Linked DNA regions of Sus scrofa: all the other regions are linked to region 1. The links are chromatin contacts, called in public targeted proximity ligation maps. All regions are on one chromosome and are shown on one strand. The core of a region is the stretch at or near the end of the contact, and the rest is flanking DNA. Distances in the headings are between cores, read along the strand shown. Region 1 has its middle 69 kb from the start of ZNF706. Region 2 overlaps LOC102160303 (a long non-coding RNA gene). Region 3 overlaps LOC102160303 (a long non-coding RNA gene).

Region 1 (4,456 bases), core at 7-2,506:
TTCCGCTGCGCCACGACGGGAACTCCCTAGTTGGGTTCTTAACCCGATAAGCCACAACGGGAACTCCCCCAGTTCCCAGCCTCAGGGCTGGTTTGGAGGTTCACGCCCATGCCATCCTCTGGGCCACTTCACCGTTGCCTCCTGGGTTCCGTGGCTTGGCTCTTTCTCGGCTGTGCTCAACTGGGTGTCAGTAAATCCAACCTCAAGAAACTTCACCTTTGTTGAGAGAAAGGAAGCCTTCCACTCCGCAGCCTACACAAGCAAGATCACGCTGTGGTTCACTCTATTTGCAATTTCCCTTCTCTGCAGGCCCCGGGACTGGCCTGGAGCTCAGGCTCTGGCTTCAGTTCTTGGCCCCCCAGCTCCAATACAGGGCCCAGGGCACAGCAGAGTCCTCTCACAATAAGGGCCCTTTCTTTTTATTTTTTATTTTTGCCTTTTTGCCTTTTCCAGGGCCACACCCGTGGCATATGGAGGTTCCCAGGCTAGGGGTCCAGTCGGAGCTGTAGCCACCGGCCTACGTCACAGACACAGCAACACGGGATCCGAGTCGCATCTTCAGCCTGCACCACAGCTCACAGCAACTCTGGATCCTTAACCCACTGAGCAAGGCCAGGGATCGAACCCGCAACCTCATGGTTCCTAGTTGGATTCATTAACCACCGTGCCATGATGGAAACTCCAACAAGGGCCTCTTCTTGGGCAGATGGCACCCTGACACCGGGCGGGTCCTGTTACCCACACTTGGAGCCACTCCTACCAGTGGAAAGGCAAAGACCTCAGACACAGAAAAGCTAACGCCCTCAGAGGCCCTGACCTCATCCACTTCCTCACACAGGGCAGGGGCAGTCCTGGTCCCTTGGAGGTGGAGCAGCGACAGGCCTGACTGGAATTGCTTTCAAATGCCCCAGTTTCATCTGTTTTCAGTCAGAGTAGGCTGGTCGACCATGAGCAAAGCCTTTCATGTGGCTAAAAATGTATAGAAATTCCAAACCAGTTTTTAAAATTCAAAATTGGACACTGAGCCCAGGAATCTTCCTCTACAAGAGAGAAGTGTGTGCATTTGTGGATTTTGTCTCAGTGCTGGAGAAACAGACTCCCAGATCATGTAACCAAAGGCCTCGAGGTCCCAGAGGCTGCACTGGTCTGGTTCCTGACAACCGTCAGATTCCAGCTTCTGATCTCTTACAGGCCTCACTGTGAACAGACTAAACTCAACATGGCTTCAAAGGCAGTGTTGCAGCATCGCCTGGGCTGTCTGTTTTTCTGGGCTCAAGTTCACTCCTTGATTGCGTGCGCTGTCTTCCCTCGAGACGCAGACTTACTCCACTCCGGCTCTTGAATCGTTTGTGTGGGGCGGGCTCACGCTTTCTGAAGGGCAACTGGTTTTAAATAAGTAGTCACAGGCTCAAGCAAAGACTACAGAATATATTTTTATTCCACTGTGGTGGACACTGCACGTGGATCAGAGAAAGCAGGAGAGATGAGGGTCAGCTCAGGACAGGAAGAGAAGACATTTATCCACAAATTACATAATCCACAATTACATAATCCATCAGCATTACCACATCAGATCCCAAACTCTCAGGGAGGAAAAAAAAAAAGTATTTGTTTTCCTTTTCCCTTGTCCTTTTTTCCCCTCTTAAGTGCTAAAAATGTGTTAATGATGCAAAATCAAATCACTTTGGACCATTAATCAACACCCACACTTGGAGACAATATTAAAACAAGTAGGAGTGGCCATTCTCATTTAATTTATCCGGTAATACTGTCCCTTGTAGCCACCGCTGTGGACTATAACATTGGATTAAAGCTCTTCTTATTCCATTTGTCACTACGAACTACTCTGTGACTCATCATTTCCACGGTCCCCACTTCAGAGATGACTCTGAGATGGATTCATCACTATGGGGACAGGGGAGGTCCAAGGCCACAGCATCTGATGATTTGTGGGCACATGACCCCAAAGTTTCTACCCTCAGACCCAATGGAAAGTGACTAGAGCCCCATGGATGTGGTGGTGACCAGATTCTCCACCAGCGATTTACTGCTGTACCACAGAGTGCCGTGAAACCTAGAGGATGGCGTTCCTGTTGTGGCTTAGTGGTAATGAACCCGATTAATATCCATGAGGATGCAGGTTCGATCTCTGGCCTTGCTGGAGGATCGGGCAAGGATTGGGCATTGCTGTAGCTATGGTGTAGGCCGGCAGCTACAGCTCCGATTCTGTTCCCAGCCTGGGAACTTCCATATGCCTTGAGTGCAGCCCTTAAAAAAAAAGAAGAAGAAAGAAAGGAACCTAGAGGTTTTTGCTTTTTTTGTTTTGTTTTGTTTTTGTCTTTTCTAGGGCCGCTCCCGCAGCATATGGAAGTTCCCAGGCTAGGGAGTCTAATCAGAGCTGTAGCCACCGGCCTATGCCAGAGCCACAGCAACACGGGATCCTTGACCCACTGAGCAAGGCCAGGGATCGAACCCACAACCTCATGGTTCCTAGTCGGATTCCTTAACCACTGCACCACGACGGGAACTCCAAAACCTAGAGGTTTAACACTACAATCACTTTCTTACATCTAAGTTTCATGGGGCAGGAATTCAGGGAGGATGTGGCCAGGTGATTCCTCTGTGGTCTGTGGGGTAGACGCAGGCAGTATTCAGTGGTGTTCAGGTGGCCTCTGGTCTGGTCTGGAGGGTCCAGGCGAGGCAGCCTGCTCACACACCTGCCTTGGGAGGGACAGCTGTGCTCAGTTAAGCCTCTCTTCTCCCAGCAATCCCTGGCCTCTCCAGCCAGGTAGCTGGACTGCTTGTTTGGAAGATGAGGGCCCCCAAGGCCAGGGTTCTAAGAGGAAGGAAGTTGATCTGTACCAGGCTTTTTTTTTTTTTAAGGGCCGCACCCACAGCATATGGAAGTTCCCAGGCTAGGGGTCAAATCAGAGCTACGGCTGCTGGCCTACAGCCTCAGCAACACAGGATCCATGCTGGATCCCCAACCCAAAGAGCGAGGCCAGGGATTGAACCTGCATCCTGACGGATACTCGTTGGGTTGGTTACTGCTGAGCCACAGTGGGAAGTCCTGTGCCAGACTCTTCACGCCCGATCCTGGTCAAAGCAGAGAGCCTGAGAGACTCCAGGGGGATGGCAAATGTGTTCCACATCTGCACATACAGCAAAGCACATCTGTTCAATGCCTCTTACAGTTTTGGGGAAATTTCCACGCACAGGGGAGAAAAGAATATACTTGCTCTGCTTTGGGGCCCCACATTCCTGTTCCTACCCTTCCACAAATACCCGCTCTGGTTTTCCCCAGAGCAGAACGTATGTAAATGGCCACTAACCATCTCCAGGAGGGCTTTCCAAGAGGACACCATTCTGAGGTGGTTTGTGAGGCCTCGCTTTCCAATAGCTCCTTCCTTCCCTGTGGGAGGGGGAATAAGGGCCTCTGAAAACAGTCAGAATCCGAATCCCCTGGACCTGTGAATGTCAGCACACTAGGTGAAAGAGACTGGCAGGTATGTTTAGGTTATTAAAGTTTGGAGATGGGAGAAGCTCCCGTTGTGGTGTAGCAGGTTAAGAACCCAGCTAGTATCCATGAGGATGTAGGTTCGATCCCTGGTCTGGCTCAGTGGGTTAAAGATCTGGCATTCCAACGTTTTCATGAGCCCTGGTGTAGGTCCCAGACGCAGCTTGGATCCCATGTGACTGTGGCTGTGGTGTAGACCGGTGGCTGTAGCTCTGATTGGACCCCTAGCCTGGGAACCTCCATATGCCATGGGTGAGGCCCTGAAAATCAAAATTAAAAAAAGTTGTTTAATGATGGGGGTTGGTGGTGGGAACGGGGGTGAGTGGGGTGGGGTTTCTTTTAGGGACAAGAACATTATACGTTGAATGCATTTCTTAAGAATGATCTGGATGGTTCAGTTGACTTCACACCAGAGAACCAAGGTCAACCAATGACCTTTTTGTACAGGGAAATACTGGAGATTTGTGTAATAATGTTTAGTTACTTTTGCTGAGTGTTTTCACAGACCTCTCCCCATGAATTTTGTGACTCCTAAGACGTGAGCTTGTCTTCCTCAAAAAGGGCTGGGAAGGAAAGGCTTATCCAGATCCCACCTCAAGTCATGAAAAAGCAGGTCTGGGATTGAGTCTGAGCCCAAGTCCCACATGCCTTCCCCCGAACGTCTCAGGTCAACGTCAAAGGGAAAGGTTCCCTCCTAACTCCCTGCTCCTTGTCCAACAAGAAGGGTTGGGAAATCGAAGAGGGTGAGATGGAAAATCAGTAAGATGTGTGTTAAGTAATAATCTGATCTCGGTTTAAGGGAACTGGCTTTTGAGACAACACAGAAATACGAACATGAGCAAATGTGGTATTCGATGATAAAGACCTGGTGGTTATGTTTAAAAGTCCAATCAGTTAAAAATACCCCTTTGGGAGTTCCTGTCATGGCGCAGTGGTTAA
Region 2 (4,773 bases), core at 279-2,778, 140 kb before region 1:
TTTTTAGGAGCAGTTAACAGAATAAGATGACATTTCCCAAGCAAGGGGATAAATTTGTTCTTAAACCCAATTTCCAGTGATTTTTTTTCTCTATCCTCTTTTGCTAGACTAGCAGCTTTTAAAGCAGAGATTATATAAAAATTCATTCGACATGACATTAGACATAATAGACTCTTCTGGGGGTCCAGGCCCATTAGCGGCAGATAGGCTTAAGCTACAGTGCATATACCCAAGTCCACTTACCATGATGAAACATCCTCCCGAGAAAATCAAGTGGTGTGAAAATGCCAGCTAATACTGCTTGTTTCCGCTTGTACTCAGTACCACCAAAGTAGAAAGGATGGGTTTAGAAGCGCCTTTTTTTTTTTTTTTCTGTCTTTTTGCCATTTCTACGGCCGCTTCTGCGGCACAAGGAGGTTCCCAGGCTAGGGGTTGAATTGGAGCTGTAGCCGCAGGCCTACACCAGGGCCACAGCAACATGAAGCCACAGCAACACGGGATCCAAGCCGCGTCTACAACCTACACCACAGCTCATGGCAACGCCAGACTCAACCCACTGAGCGAGGTCAGGGATCGAACCCTCAACCTCATGGTTCCTAGTCAGATTCGTTAACCACTGAGCCACAACGGGAACTCCTAGAAACTCCTTGAGGACGGCTGCAATGCAGGTTTAGCCCGTGCACATAAATTAAACACAGGTGTGGAGGCCTGGTGACCCTGACCTGACTCCTTCTGCCAACTGCTAGTTGTGCCTCCTTGCAAACTCAACTCATGATCCTTCAGTGGGGACCCATTTGTAGTTAAGGCATCTAAGCTCAGGGGGAACCTCCTCAAAATCAGTGACTCTCAAAGTCAAGTCTACCAAGCACCTGCTTAGAAAACGTCAGGACCCTTGTTAAAATGCAGATTCCACAGCTGTAGCTGGTTCTGTTGAATCTCAGGCTCTGCCAACAAGGCTGGCGGATGTGCATTTCTGACAAGTTCTCCAGGTGACCCTAGGCCCGCTTTCTCAGCCCATACCCCAGGCAGGTGTGGGGACATGGGGCAGCTATAGAGGAATCTTCCTGACCGTGTCACGATGGGTCTATCTGGGAGCTTTGCCTCAAGCCTCAAAATCACGATCCTCCTGGAGGTGGCATCCTCAGGGACGGTGCCTCTCGCTCAGCGCTGTGTGAGTGCTGGAGTGACCTTGCTTATGAATTACGAGTAAAGGGCTTTTTAGAACAGAAGCCACCTCTCCCTGGTTTCTGACTTTTTGGCGGCCTCATGAAACAAACCAGCTTCAGGAAAGGGATGCACGTGGTGGGGGGCCATGTGGCCGTGCACCCAGCAGGCGGCCATGACTCAGCTCCGGGGGCTCGCGCCCAGTCCCGGGGCTGGGCGGGTTTGATCAACAAAGAGCTCGAATGCGCACTCCCCGGGCGGCGGCGCACCTGCCCACCTGCCTGCTGCCGGGCTGCCCGGCCCCACCCCTTCCGGAGGCGGCCCTGGAGGCGGCCGTTGCCGGCCCGGTGGGGGCGGGGGCGAGAGCAGGCTGCGGCCCCCGCCCTCTGAGTCACCCCTACCCGCCGGAACCGAGCGGGCCGCCGCCTGGTCCCGCCCCGCCTCTGCGCCTGCGCGCTGCACCCGTTCTCCCAGCCCCACTCAAGGCGCGGGCGGAGCCCGGCGAACTCGCTCCCCCTGCGTTTCTGGCACCCAGACTGCTGGGCTTCCAGAGCAGGAGCCCCTACCCCGCGTCCCTCCACAGGCGATGTCTGTCTAACCGCGCTCGCGCCGGCGGGCAGGAAAGCCAGTCTGTCTCTGTCCTATTACTGGGCCTCCCTGATGCTGCTCTCAAACCTCTGCCTGGGAAGACAGGCAAGTAGCTAGTGGCACCCAGACTCCACAGCTGTCAACTGTCCCTTTTCTTCTGCTAGTGGTTCTCAAAGGTTGCTGCCCATTGGAATCACCTGGGGAGCTTTTAATAAACTGGACAGTTAAATCAGAACCACAGATGTGGGCCCCGGGCATTGGCATTAGTGCAAAGCTATCCAGATGATTCCTGTGTACAGCCTGGGCTGCGAATCCCGAACCACGGATGCAGAGGCGGGTTTCTCAAACTTTAAACGGCATCGAAATTGCCTGGAATCTTGTTAAAGTTCAGATTCCCTCTCAGAAGGCCCGGCAGGGGCCTGAGAGACTGCATTTCTAACAAGCTCCCAGGTGCTGCTGAGGCTGCACGACAATAAATGCTCCGTGTCCCTTTACCTTTTCTCTTGTATTGTGATAGGGAAGACATGGGCTTTGGAGCAGGTAGGGGTTTGAATCTCACCTCTGCCACTTCTAGCTTGGTGAAACTGGATCTTGTTTCTTTGTATGTGAGGGCTTGATACTCTCGAGTTTCTGGTGAGGGTGACATGAGATGATGTACAGAAGGCACCTAGCACTCAGTGAGTGTTCAGAGAAGGTCCCCTGTGTTAGGATGGCTTGGCTCTCCAGTGACCCTCATGGCTGATTCGGCCAGGGATTGGCAGAAGCAGAAGGCGGTCCGTTCAGGTTCCCACTTCCCTGCTCTCCTTCCTGTTAGGAGAACTGGGGTCGAAGCCAAAACACTCACATGAAGGGGAGAAGGGGTATAAAGGCAGGAGGCAGGTGTGAGTTGGGGGAGCTGGAGAGATGGGGCAGTGGCAAGGAAGGTCCATGTGAGAGCCCTGAGGAGGGCAGTGGGACCATTCCTACTGGTGGTGAGCTCCACTCTTGGTCTTGCTCTCCTGAAACTTTAGCCCGTATATGTCTCATTTGGGGGCCCAGTGAAGGGGCTGGAAGACAGAGGTTTTGCATTAAATCTTACTGCTTTGTTTGAGACCAGTGGTGGGGACCATGTGCAATAAGATTGTGTGTGTCATGAGATCTGTGGATGCTCCATCAGGCTCTTCCCAAATGCAAGGCACGTTTGGGATTCTCTTGTTAATGTTTGAGATTGTAATTCTCTTTTCTTTTAAACCATGGGCATTTCTTAGGCCGCTCCCACAGTATATGGAGGTTCCCAGGCTAGGGGTCGAATCGGAGCTGTAGCCACCGGCCTACGCCAGAGCCACAGCAACGCGGGATCCGAGCTACATCTGTGACCTACACCACAACTCATGGCAACACTGGATCCTTAACCCACTGAGCAAGGCCAGGGATCGAACCCGCAACCTCATGGTTCCTAGTCGAATTCGTTAACCACTGAGCCACACGGGAACTCCCTAAACCATGGGCTTTCAATGTAACTCTGATGGACAGCTTGGTGGGTAGGATTTTTTATTTTATTTATTTATTTATTTTATTTTATTTTGCCTTTTCTAGGGCATAGGATTTTTTTTTTAAATAAACTTTCTTCTACATATACACAATGGAATGTTACTCAGCCATTAAAAGGAATAAAATACCGGCATTTTTAGCAACATGGATGGACCTAGAAATTATCATGCTAAGTGAAGTCAGCCATACAATGAGACACCAACATCAAATGCTTTCACTGACATGTGGAATCTGAAAAAGGACAGACTGAACTTTTGCAGAACAGATACTGACTCACAGACTTTGAAAAACTTATGGTCTCCAAAGGAGACAGTTTGGGGGGTGGGGGAATGCGCTCGGCTTGTAGGATGAAGTCCTACAAAATTGGATTGTGATGATCATTGTACAACTATAAATGTAATAAATTCTTTGAGTAATAAAAATAAATAAACTTTCTTCTGCACAGAGCCCATGGGCTCTGACAGTAAGGGACTTGAAGCTGAGACCAGAAGCTCTGGTCCTCTGGCCTTCCACTCTGGGTCCCTGCTCTGAACACTGCTAGTCCTGTGTAGCTGCCGCACTATTGTGTAATCATTGTGTTTATATTCTTCTGCTCCCTGGACAGTCAGCTTTGTGAAGGCAAGGGCTGTGTCCCCCTCCACCTTGAGTTCCCATCACACAGCAAAATGCCTGACACCTAATGTGTGCTTACTAAGTGCTCATTATCAATGCAAGAATAACTGAACTGTGGGACCTGGACCCAGAGGAGGTACTCACTTCCCTCTTTTATCACGGGCTTCAGCTTTTCATGTGTAAAATGGGGTTTGAACTAAATTTGATCTCTTAGGCTCCCTCTGGCTGCTACAACAGTTGAGACTGCACTCTTTCTCATCTGGTTGTAATCCACTTCATTTTTCCTTCCCTAGTACACGTTCTTACACTTGACCTTGATTTTGTGTTTGCTCCTTACTCAAGTTTGGTAGATGGACTTTATACAGTGGGCTTTACAAATGCCCTGCTGGTTAAGGCCTGAAATTTCTTTCTAACTTCTTGCCAAAGCCATCTATCTGGTTTTTGTTAAAGGCACATTGGGCTGATCATGTTAGGCTGATGGAGCCAGTTTTCTCTTCTCTGCTCACCGTAGCAGCTTCTGCAACATCCTTGAGCACATCCCCTCTGGGCCCCCTTTCCTTTGCTTGGGGTTCTCTCTTGATGGAGAGAATGTGCAGACCAAGGGAGGTCCCAGCCCCTTTTCCCTGGTGTGCAATATGGGTACTGGACCCAGCTGGTCACACAGCCCCAAAGAGCATCATTACCACGGAAATAAATGTGTGACTTTAGCTCCAATCTCCTCTAAAATGCATTTCATGTTTATTTACCTGTTAGGGTTGAAAGAGTCCAAATAGAATGTACTTTCTTTTCTTTTCTTTTCTTTTTTTTTTTCTTTTTAGGGCCTCATGTGTGGCATGCCAGGAGAGGGGTCAAATCAGAGCTGCAGCTGCCGGCCTACAC
Region 3 (4,992 bases), core at 1,493-3,992, 200 kb before region 1:
CCACAAATACTACTCAGCCATAAAAAAGAACAACATATGTCATTTGCAGCAACATGGATGGAACTAGAGACACGCATACTAAGTGAAGTAAGTCAAAAAGAGGAAGACAAATACCATATGATATCATTTATATCTGGAATCTAGGAGTTCCTGTAGTGGCACAGTGGTTAACGAATCCGCCTAGGAACCATGAGGTTGCAGGTTTGATCCCTGGCCTCACTGAGTGGGTTAAGGATCCAGTGTTGCCATGAGCTGTGGTGTAGGTCAAAGACACAGCTCAGATCCTGCGTTGCTGTGGCTGTGGTGTAGGCTGGGGTCTACAGCTCCAATTAGACCCCTAGCCTGGGAACCTCCATATGCCAAGGGAAGTGGCCCTAGAAAAGGAAAAAGTCCAAAAAAAAAAGGGGGGGGATCTAAAATACGGCACAAATGAACCTTTCCGCCAAAAAGAAATGCATGGACTTGGAGAACAGACTTGTGGTTGCCACCAACGCAGGGAGGATGCGGGGGGAAATGGACTGGGATCTTGGGGTTAATAGATGAAAACTATTGCATTTGGAGTGGATAAGCAATGAGATCCTGCTGTATAGCATTGGGAACTATATCCAGTTACTTGTAATGAAACGTGATGGAGGATAATATGAGAAAAAGAAAGTGTATATGTGTGTGTGTGTGTGTGTGTGTGCGCGTGTGCATGTGTGTGTGTGTGTGTGTGTGTGTGTGTGTGTGGCTAGGTCACTTTGCTGTGCAGTAGAAAATTGACAGAACACTGTAAACCAACTATAATGGAAAAAAATTTTTTTAATTAATAAAAAAAATAAATTGTCTGCAAATTATGGGATACTCCTCCCTCTCAGAGCTAGCGATTAATTCTCTCCCCTAGATTATGGCCTGAATTTAGCAAGTTGCTTCTTATGACCAGAAGGTGGTTTCATTCTTGTTCTTTCTCTCAGATCAGTTATTCTGGGGGAAACCGGTTCCCATGTTGTAAGGACACTCAAGTAGCCCAAGGGAGATGCCCACATGGTGAGGAACTGAGGCCTCCTGCCCACAAGCAGCATTTGACAGTCCTCTGAAAGAGCCACCCCAATCAAACCTCCAAGGGACCACAGCCCTGACAATGTTTTGACTACAACTGCCTGAGAGACTCTGAGCCAGAACCACTCAGTCAAGCCATTCCCAAATTCCTAACCCATTGGCACCTTAGATTAATAAATGTTTATTGTTTTAAGCTATTAAGTTTTGAGGTAATTTGGTACACAGCAATTGATAACCAATACACATCCCAAAGGTGAGACAGGAGATGGGAGGAGTCTCATAAAACGGTTTTCTGTACAAGGAACTTTCCTTTTTTCCTTAATTGAAGTATAGTTGAGTTAGAATATTGTGCTAGGTTCAGATGTATTGCAAAGTGATATATATAGATATATAGATATATATATCTTTGATATATATAGATATATATATAGATATATGTTCTTTTTCAGATTCTTTTCCCTGTAGGTTATAAAATATTCAGTATAGTTCCCTGTGCTATACAGTAGGTCCTTGTTGGTTAACTGTTTTATATATAGTAGTGGTATATGTTACAAGGAGCTTTCATATCATTTACTACCCCTTTCCACTGAGGGTGTCACATCCTAATGGCTCATTTGCTTTTCTATCCCCTAGATAAACTGTGGGCCCTGGAGAACAAGGGCTTGACAAACTCATCCTTAAATTAGCTGAGTTCTAAGGATAGGAGCTTAAAGGTGCCGGTAGTCTAAAATTCTTTATTTTGGGGGTTCCCATCGTGGCTCGGGGTTAGTGAACCCAACTAGCATCCATGAGGACGTGGGTTGGATCCCTGGCCTCCTTCAGTGGGTTAAGGATCCAGTGTTGCCATGAGCTGTGGTGTAGATTGCAAATGTGGCTCAGATCCCACATTGCTGTGGCTGGGGCATAGGCTGGCAGCTGCAGTTCCAATTGGATCCCTAGCCTGGGAACCTCCATATGCCGTGGGTGCGGCCCTAAGAGGCAAAAAGACAAAAAAAAAAAATTCTTTATTTTTCTATAACTCACCTGAATATCTACTTTGGGCATCTGTTCTGAGGGTAGCATCCACAACCAGTTTGGGGGACCCTCTACCTCTCAGGTCCTGTTTTTCTCAGCTCCTTCCATGCCCCCGTTGGGTTGTGGGAAATACTTGGTTATCTGTACCCTGCAGGATGTAGGCAATGCTGCCAGCTGTTCTCAAGTCCTCTGGGACCCGACAAGGTTTGTTACTTCCTGGTCTCTTCCTTGGAAAGGAGGCCCCTCCAGGCTCTTGCCTGCCAAGATTTGCTCGATGAACCAGCAGCTCAATGCTTTTCTCCCCATGAGAAAAAATGAATTGCCCTGAACTCCTAATTATAAAAACGTCAGCCAAGGACCCTTGGAGATTTTGTTAGCTATAAACCTTAACCTTTCCAGGAAAGGAGATCACTGTTCCTGTCTGCCTTCACTTTCCCTGCAGCTTGAGGATCTGTGTCAGCAACTATGGCTCCCAGGATGGTACATATTTTCAGAAGGAACAAATATTATGATTGATTAGTAGTGCTGTCTGCATAAGAGAGGGAGAAAGTAAATATAGCTATGCTATATTTACCAACTCTGACCCATACTTTTTTCTTTTTTTTAAACATCAGACGGGTAATGTGCCAGTGTTGTAACAAGATTTGCAGGAGGCACATGTCACACAACCACGTGAACACCCAACTGTCATGCTCATGAACTACAAAAGGATCCTCTGACTCATACTTGTGATGTTACCCTGTTACTTCTCCAATATGGAGAGACAGGCCATTCAGTGGCCAAAAGTCTCCCATCCTTCTAGGAGGCCCAGTTGCTGATACTGTCCTACAGCTAGCTGGCCTAGAAGGGTGCTGCCTGGATGCAGCCTGGGTAGTAGCGTTCTTTTTGTAACAACAGTAATGGACTTAGTGTTAGTATTACCTGGGACACTCTGTGCTAGAGGTGAATCAGTATGGATGTCTGAAATGGCCAATGAGACAGGATCTCACTGAAGGTCCAGGCAGCAAGTCCAAAGGTGCTTTCATTACCTAGCATCCTGGTGGAGGTGCATGCCTGTGGGAGAGGACAAATCGCACACACAGGTTCTGCCATTTCACTGATTCCTTGGATGAAAAGAAAACAGGCGGCCTGGCCTCAAGAACTCGAAGTTGCAAGGGAAAAAAGAGCAATTCCAGCCCATATGCTCTTTCCTGCATGTGCTGGCCCTACTGCAGTAGGCTGCCCATTGAAGTTTTACTGACTCTTGCTTCTGCTAACAGGTCACAATAAAAAAAAAAAAAAAAAAAAAAAAGACTTGGAGTTGCCATTGCAGCTCAGTGGGTTAAGAACCCGACTAGCATCTCTGAGGATGCAGGTTCAATCCCCAGCCTCACTCAGTGGGTTAAAGATCTGGTGTTTCTGTGAGCTGCAGTGTAGGTCACAGACGTGATTTGGATCTGGCTTTGCTCTGGCTATGGCCTAGGCTGGCAACTGCAGCTCCAATTCTACCCCTAGCCTGGGAACTTCCATATGCCACACATTTGGCCCTAAAAATTGGGAAAAAAAAAAAAAAAAAGAAGAAGTGTTAATCTCTGGGCTTTAAATAAGAAAATGGCAGCACTCTCTGAAGGTGGTTGGCAGAACTCTACTTGTGCCCAGTGGCAGCAAAGACTGAGTGTTTTCACCCTGCAGGGCTCTCGGGGACCCCTGGGGGAGGGGCACGCTTGGGGAACAGCAGCCAAGAGAAAGCTGCTGAGGGCCAAGCTCTGATGATCTCCAGTCCTAACTCACTGCAGATCAAAGCAGCCTCACTGCATCCAGAACATATAAATATTGAATAAGGCTGCTGGGAAGATTTGAGATCCTTAAAGGAGTTAAAGGGAGGAGGAAGAGTTCAGCATAGAAGATGGTATCAAAAAATGCTGACCTTCAGCTAAGAGCTAATACACAAGTCAGCAACAAAAGGGTGAGCACGGATTCTATCAGGCGGAGCTTCTATCCCTGGCTTAGAATGTGCACATGCATTACTTCCAAGGTGTAGCTATGCAGGAATTTGACTGTCTGGGTCAGAACAACCAGGAGGAAGAAAGCGATCACTCTTAGTTTCATAGTCTCCTCCTTTACCTGCAAGTCCAGCCTGTTAGCCCGAGGCTTCTTCTGCAGAGGAGAGCTATCCACCCCATCCGGGGACATGTGTGCTCAGGGAAGGTCATTCTCTGAGGGACCCCAATCGGCTGGAGTTATTTTTGCTAAGAAGCCTTCCCAACAGCCCAAATCTGGCCCCGCCCACTGCATCTCCACAAGCGAGGCCCCGCCCACTGCGCCTCCACAAGCTGCATTGCCCTGGTCTGCCAGAGCATACGTGAGGCTGGCTTGTGTGTGTGTGTCCACCTCTCCCATGAGACCACAGACGGGGCAGATGGTGCTTTACTTGCCATTACGTCTCTTAGCAAAGTGCCCAACATGCAGTAGACACCCCCCGGGCAAGTACTGAATGAATACTTGAGAAAGATTGTCTGTGGGAGCCTCAAAGGGAGCTGTGCTGAAGAGCTGCTTGGGGGCAGCCCCCCACCCGGAAGGTGCCTCTGAGTTCTCAGGACTTCTGGCTCATTGCTGGTACCACCTGAAATATTAGCCATGGATGCTTCTCTTGCAAAGGCTGAGCCCCAGGCTTTTTCACCTGACCCCTGCCCTTTCCTAGTGGTACCCACCAATCACCCAGCCTGTCTGCCCTGGAGCACAGCATATCCAGGAGACCAATTTCGAAGCCAGGAAACTCTCCTTTGGCAGTGTGGTGATTCTAGGCACACAGTGGGTGGGACTTCCACTGCCTGGTGTAGAGGCTTTTTTTGTTGTTGTTTTTTAAATTTTTAAAAATATGCATTTATTAAATAAAATACAATTTGTGTAACTTTAAATAGTACAAATACTTTTATAACTTTTAAAATGAAAAGGTAAATG

The links.
Region 2: a contact with region 1 is called in a targeted proximity ligation map of alveolar macrophages. A contact is called at or near these places in 3 of 47 Hi-C or Micro-C datasets (fetal heart ventricle, liver and skeletal muscle) and 1 of 2 datasets of targeted methods (alveolar macrophages).
Region 3: a contact with region 1 is called in a targeted proximity ligation map of alveolar macrophages. A contact is called at or near these places in 1 of 47 Hi-C or Micro-C datasets (embryonic fibroblasts) and 2 of 2 datasets of targeted methods (alveolar macrophages and skeletal muscle).

The regions. Positions count from the first base shown.
Region 1 is chr4:35,697,086-35,701,541 of Sscrofa11.1, reverse strand. No RefSeq gene overlaps it. Among named protein-coding and RNA genes, the nearest start is that of ZNF706, 69 kb to the left of the region's middle.
Region 2 is chr4:35,835,551-35,840,323 of Sscrofa11.1, reverse strand. The region is part of intron 1 of LOC102160303 (a long non-coding RNA gene); the gene reads right to left. Among named protein-coding and RNA genes, the nearest start is that of ZNF706, 70 kb to the right of the region's middle.
Region 3 is chr4:35,895,916-35,900,907 of Sscrofa11.1, reverse strand. The region is part of intron 1 of LOC102160303 (a long non-coding RNA gene); the gene reads right to left. Among named protein-coding and RNA genes, the nearest start is that of YWHAZ, 81 kb to the left of the region's middle.